Linked DNA regions of Gossypium arboreum: region 2 is linked to region 1. The links are chromatin contacts, called in public Hi-C maps. All regions are on one chromosome and are shown on one strand. Each heading gives the region's core, a stretch centred on a gene start, on an enhancer-like site or on the middle of the called end of the contact. The rest is flanking DNA. Distances are from core to core; before and after follow the strand shown. Region 1 holds the start of LOC108467567 (transcription factor UNE12-like). Region 2 holds the start of LOC108467969 (phospholipase A1-Igamma2, chloroplastic-like).

What was found. Hi-C and Micro-C count contacts between places; a contact is called where the count stands out from the background.
Region 2: a contact with region 1 is called in a Hi-C map of leaf, with 2.2 times the contacts expected there. The contact joins the promoter of LOC108467969 here to the promoter of LOC108467567 in region 1. A contact is called at or near these places in 2 of 5 Hi-C or Micro-C datasets (both in leaf).

Annotation. Positions count from the first base shown.
Region 1 is chr8:130,801,176-130,803,875 of ASM2569848v2, forward strand. LOC108467567 (transcription factor UNE12-like) reads left to right here and starts at 1,283. Exons shown (of 6, transcript XM_017768242.2): 1 at 1,283-1,930. The coding sequence starts at 1,577.
Region 2 is chr8:131,008,971-131,011,670 of ASM2569848v2, forward strand. It overlaps LOC108467969 (phospholipase A1-Igamma2, chloroplastic-like), which reads left to right and starts at 1,258. Exons shown (of 2, transcript XM_017768807.2): 1 at 1,258-2,549. The coding sequence starts at 1,258. LOC108467970 (a long non-coding RNA gene) reads right to left here. Exons shown (of 4, transcript XR_008287193.1): 4 at 1,061-1,495.

The sequences.
Region 1 (2,700 bases), core at 33-2,532:
GTACCTGGATTAGTCTCAACTTGTTTCTAATGAATGTTTTGGGTCTCAAGCGCTCATATAAGGGACTTTATGAATAATATCTGACATGGATGTTAAATAATTTGAAATGTCTGTTTTGATTTGTTTATTCCAGTAATGCTTCGTAACCCTGTTCTAACGACGAATATAAGTTAGGGGTGTTACAAATTATGGTTTAAAAATTAATTTAATTAAATTGAAATTATCTTTATAATTTTAATAATAAAAATTATACAAATTTAATGATTAATATTCTTATTAGTGTTTATAATATTTTTGCTTTAATTTTTTAGTTTCTAGAATAATATTTTAAAGAGATTGATTTATATGATAATTAATATGTTAGAAGCTGATTTAGGATACAAGAAAAAATAGATATTATTTTATTGATTATTTCAATTATTATTTTTAAATGATGTATTTAAAAATATTTATATGCAAGGTAATTTATGAATAAATTTAATATTTGTACTCGACTTAAAAAATTAAGAGTTTAATTTATTAATTGTTTTTAGTTAAAAAATAGGAGAAGATTTGAGTTTATATAGAGATAAAAATTAATTGTTTTTTTTTTTCATGGCAGTTGACAATTTGATCGTTAGAGAATTCGACCGTAAGATAAAAAAGAGTAATATGTTTTCCTTCTCTCTTCAAAACTACTCTATTCCAATAAATATGCTACAAATTGATTTAATTTGTTTGTTGAATTAATTTTAAAACCAACATTTTTATCTAATTTAAAAGCCCATGATGGATACTATTTAAAGTTTAAAAATAAATTGAACCCCTTTTGGTGATACAATAAATTAACTTAGATTTATGATTTTTAACAAATAGTTCTACATTGGATAAAATTGTGCTAATATATAAAAAATTAAAATTAAATTTCTTTTTATTTTTCAAGAATTTCGTTCATAAAATTGTTTTAATTTTTAATATTTTATTTAAATTAATTTATTATCAATATTTAAAATATAAAATATTTTAAAGACTTTTTTATTTTAAAATCATCTTAGAATGGAAAAAATTCAAAATTCAAACAAGAAATTATGATGATATTATGTAAGACCAGTTTCGATAAACGATACGTTTAATTGGAATTAATATAAAAATAACAGTAACAGTAAAATCAAAAAATAAACACGTCGCATCCTGTATTCAAACACACATAAAGTGCTTGATTTACTGTGTAAAAAACAAGAGAGAGAAAAAAGGGTTGCCACGTAATTTAGGTGAAACTCGAAGCCCTTTAACAAAAAGCGTTATGTTTTTAACCACGATTCAAAGAGAGGAAAAGAAAAATAATATAAAAGCATTCTCCTTTTTCCTTCCCTCTTTTTCTTTGTATATATTTGTCTTTTTCTGATTCTCTCTCAGAGCTGAAGAAAAAAAAGAAGAGGAAAGCCAAAACTCCAAACTTTCTATTTTGCTTTTTTATTATATTTTTTTTGGTTCAATTCAGTTTCGCCATTTCCTTTGCATGTAGATGCTCTTTGGTTAGTCCCTATCGCCGCTACTTGGACTCACTTTCCGCTGCTATCTTTTTTCCGGCTTTCTCATGGCTAATAACACCAACGAGGCCCCCGCCGCCGATGATTTCCTCGAGCAAATCCTCGGCCTCCCTAACTTTGCGCCCTCCGAAACGGGCTTAGCTGGATCCGACGCTGGATTGGCTGCAACCGCTGCTGGAGCTGGAGCTCCAATGTTTTTGCAGCTCAGCTCCGGTGATGGCGCCGCTCATATCGGTGGAATCGGCGGCGGTGGAGGCGGTGCGTTTCATGGGCAGGTTTTCCCCTTGGGCTTGAGCTTGGAGCAAGGGAAAGGCGGGTTTTTGAAACCCGAGGAAGCTTCCGGTAGTGGGAAGCGGTTTCGGAACGGGGTCGTTGATGACCGAGCTTCTTCTGTAAAAAATGTAAGAAAAATAATACTTTATCACTTAAAAAAAAAAAACTTTTTCCCTCTAAAAGTTTTTTCCCTCTTTTTATATATGAATTTCCTTTCAGGAGCTTGACTTAGAAGCTAGGTTTTATGGTGCTGATAACTAAATATAATTATATTTAATTATTGTCAATTTTCTCCTCTGTAAATGGAGTATGTGCATTTGTCCTTTTTGGATTATTTTAAGTTTTAGATTGTCAAACTTGGGGTGACAGCATATTTGTCTGTTTGATCTTTTTTCATGTTACTATACCATGCCTGTTTCTGTCTGATAGCAGAGAAGACAAAGGAAAACATGACAGGGTTTGGTGGGAGTTACTATTGTGGGATGCCAAGTTTTGATATTTGACAAAGGATACAGTACATCAATGTCTTAGAGTTGCTTAAGTCATAAACTAACTGGCAGAGTAAGATTATTCAATCATTGAAGACTATTCAACTGCTGATTTGCTGTAAACCTGAATCCAAAATTAAACAAGAGTTGTACTTCACAAGTTAATTTTTTTTTCAAGAATTGAAGGGCATGTATTTGGAACTTGAAAGCTAGGGTCATAGTAGTGAAATAAAAATCTAAAAAATCTTCTGTAAAATAACTAGTAGTTGATTCCTTGATTTGTAGTTAAGTAAACCGGTCTTTGTTTAATGGCCCCATCTACCAGGAGAAACTGGTTTAATGTCTAGTAGGTTTCATGTTCATAGCTTCCAAAAATTGTCAACATCATATGAGTCGAGTTTTTGGTGGAA
Region 2 (2,700 bases), core at 8-2,507, 210 kb after region 1:
TAAAAATAAAATTAATTACAAATTAAATAAAAAATATGTATAGTTTGTTTTTTATAGAGCTCATATGAATATATATTACCTCGAAAACAAGGATATAAAGTGTTGTTTTTAACCCCCAAAACAAAAAGATATAAAGTGCTGTATGTATAATTATAGCTGACATGCATATATATATATTATCAGCCACTGATCATATCTACCGGAGATCTACATTTGGATACGATACCAAAGTTCTTGAGCTATAACATTGCTACTTGCCTCATATAATTTGGTCAATCATGCCGCAAAAACGACATAAAAAAATCAATACTATATAATGTGTATAATCTCTACCCTATTCGTTATTTAAATAAATTAAGTATAAAATTATAGTTGGTGATTTGAGTTACAATACGTTTAAGTACTTCTAGTCTTGTAGGTATCGATATTCGTCAACTAAGGTGTCCTTTTTGTGAGCCATACACGGCTCTGCATAAAGACCGGAGGCAAAACCCGACACGGAATTAATACCTTTTATTGTTGACAGTTTGAGTTAGTTGTCCAGAAAATAACACTTTAAATATAAGACTTCTCTCAGAGGAGTCAATGTTCCTGTGAACAGTATTGAAAAATAACAATGTATTTTTTTATATATAAAAAGAAGAGTAATGGTTATTCAAAAATTAAAATACTTAATATCTTATCTCTTAATCATTTGGTCGGAGGTTAAATCCTTACACAACCATTTATTTCTTTAAAAAATATTTACGACGAGAAAATTAATTATAGTTATTCATAGCGGATACTCTTGTTGCAACAACAAAAAAGAAATAAACATTTTTTTTTCTGTTACAAAATAAAGAATCTTTTTTAAAAAGATCTTAATTATTTTGCAGTAATTTTTCTAGTTTAAGGCGTACGTTTAATTTGGGAAGTATTTAAAATTACATCGTCAGATGCAGATCACATTGTCTCCCATAGAAGTACGACAACTCAACTCCAGCCGTGCATTATTTAAAAGATATATGTCTCTTCTTTATTTGTAAAGAATTAACTATAGGATGATGCCATTGCCAAGAACTTCTAGGAAACGTGAAAACATTGACTAATTTGAGGATTAGGATTCCTCATGAATCACATGCATAACAAAAAAAAAAAAATCTGTTCATATTACAATATAATAAAATACCAACTCAGTCATTGGGGATTTGGGGTCTTTGTAATATATTAAACCTCTCTTCCTACAGTGTATACACTATCTTTTTTTGTTTTGTTTCAATGGCCATTTCTCTATCCCAAACTTTTCTTTCTATCAATCGCCGGCTCCATGATGATCATCGAGTTTTGCCATATGAAAAATGTACTTCAATTGCGTCGTTGTTGGATCAGAAATCTTGCATTGGACGTAACAAAAGCTTGGAGTTTTCGACAAGATCACCTAGGATTCCTCGAGCTTTGTCCAAAACAAGTGAGCCATTGTCCTCCATCAACCATGACTTCGAAAAGGAAATTGAGCCTGTTAAACAAGAAGAAAGATGTTTAGCCGATGTATGGAGAGAAATCCAGGGCCAAGATGATTGGGTTGGGATGTTGGATCCAATGGACCCTCTCTTACGCTCCGAGCTGATTCGCTACGGCGAGATGGCACAAGCCGCTTACGACGCTTTCGATTTCGACCCCTTTTCCAAGTACTGTGGGAGTTGCAGGTTCACGCGTCGGCAGTTCTTTGATGCTCTAGGCATGGCACACCATGGCTACCACATCTCTAGGTACCTCTTCGCCACATCCAACATTAACCTTCCGAATTTTTTCAAGAAATCACGCTGGCCCAAAGTGTGGAGTAAGAATGCGAATTGGATCGGATATGTTGCGGTGTCTGATGACAAAATGTCAAAGCGTTTAGGCCGTCGGGACATCACCATTGCTTGGAGGGGCACGGTGACACGCCTAGAGTGGATTGCAGATTTGATGGATTTTCTCAAACCGATTTCTTCCAACAAAATTCCATGCCCCGATCCAATGGTGAAAGTAGAATCGGGTTTCCTTGATCTCTACACTGAGAAGGATGTGAATTGCCGGTTCTGCAAGTTTTCAGCCAGGGAACAAATTCTAACTGAAGTGAAGAAGTTGCTTGAACTGTACCAAGATGAAGAGATAAGCATTACCATAACTGGTCACAGTCTAGGCAGTGCCCTGGCGATTCTCAGCGCCTATGATATCGTTGAAACAGGTCTAAATTTGTTAAATGATTGCAGAGCTGTGCCTGTTAGCGTGTTCTCGTTTTCGGGTCCTAGGGTTGGAAACGTGAGGTTCAAGGAACGGATGGAATCGCTGGGAGTTAAGGTGTTGAGGGTGGTGAATGTGCATGATATAGTCCCTAAATCTCCAGGACTGTTTTTCAATGAAAACGTGTCGCCTGTGTTGATGAAGCTGGCTGAGGGATTGCCTTGGAGTTACTCCCACGTCGGAGTTGAACTGTCCTTAGATCATACACACTCGCCATTTTTGAAGCAGACTGGGGATCTGACCTGTGCTCATAACCTGGAAGCTCACTTGCACTTACTTGACGGGTTAGTTTCTTATATTCATAACCTCCTTTTTCATCACCTCATCAGTTGGTCATTTTCTTATTAGCAACCATCCGCTGATAATGATGTTGAATATGGTGCTTTCTAGGACCCAATATGATGTTCAGTGTTAAAAATAATTATAAATACTCTT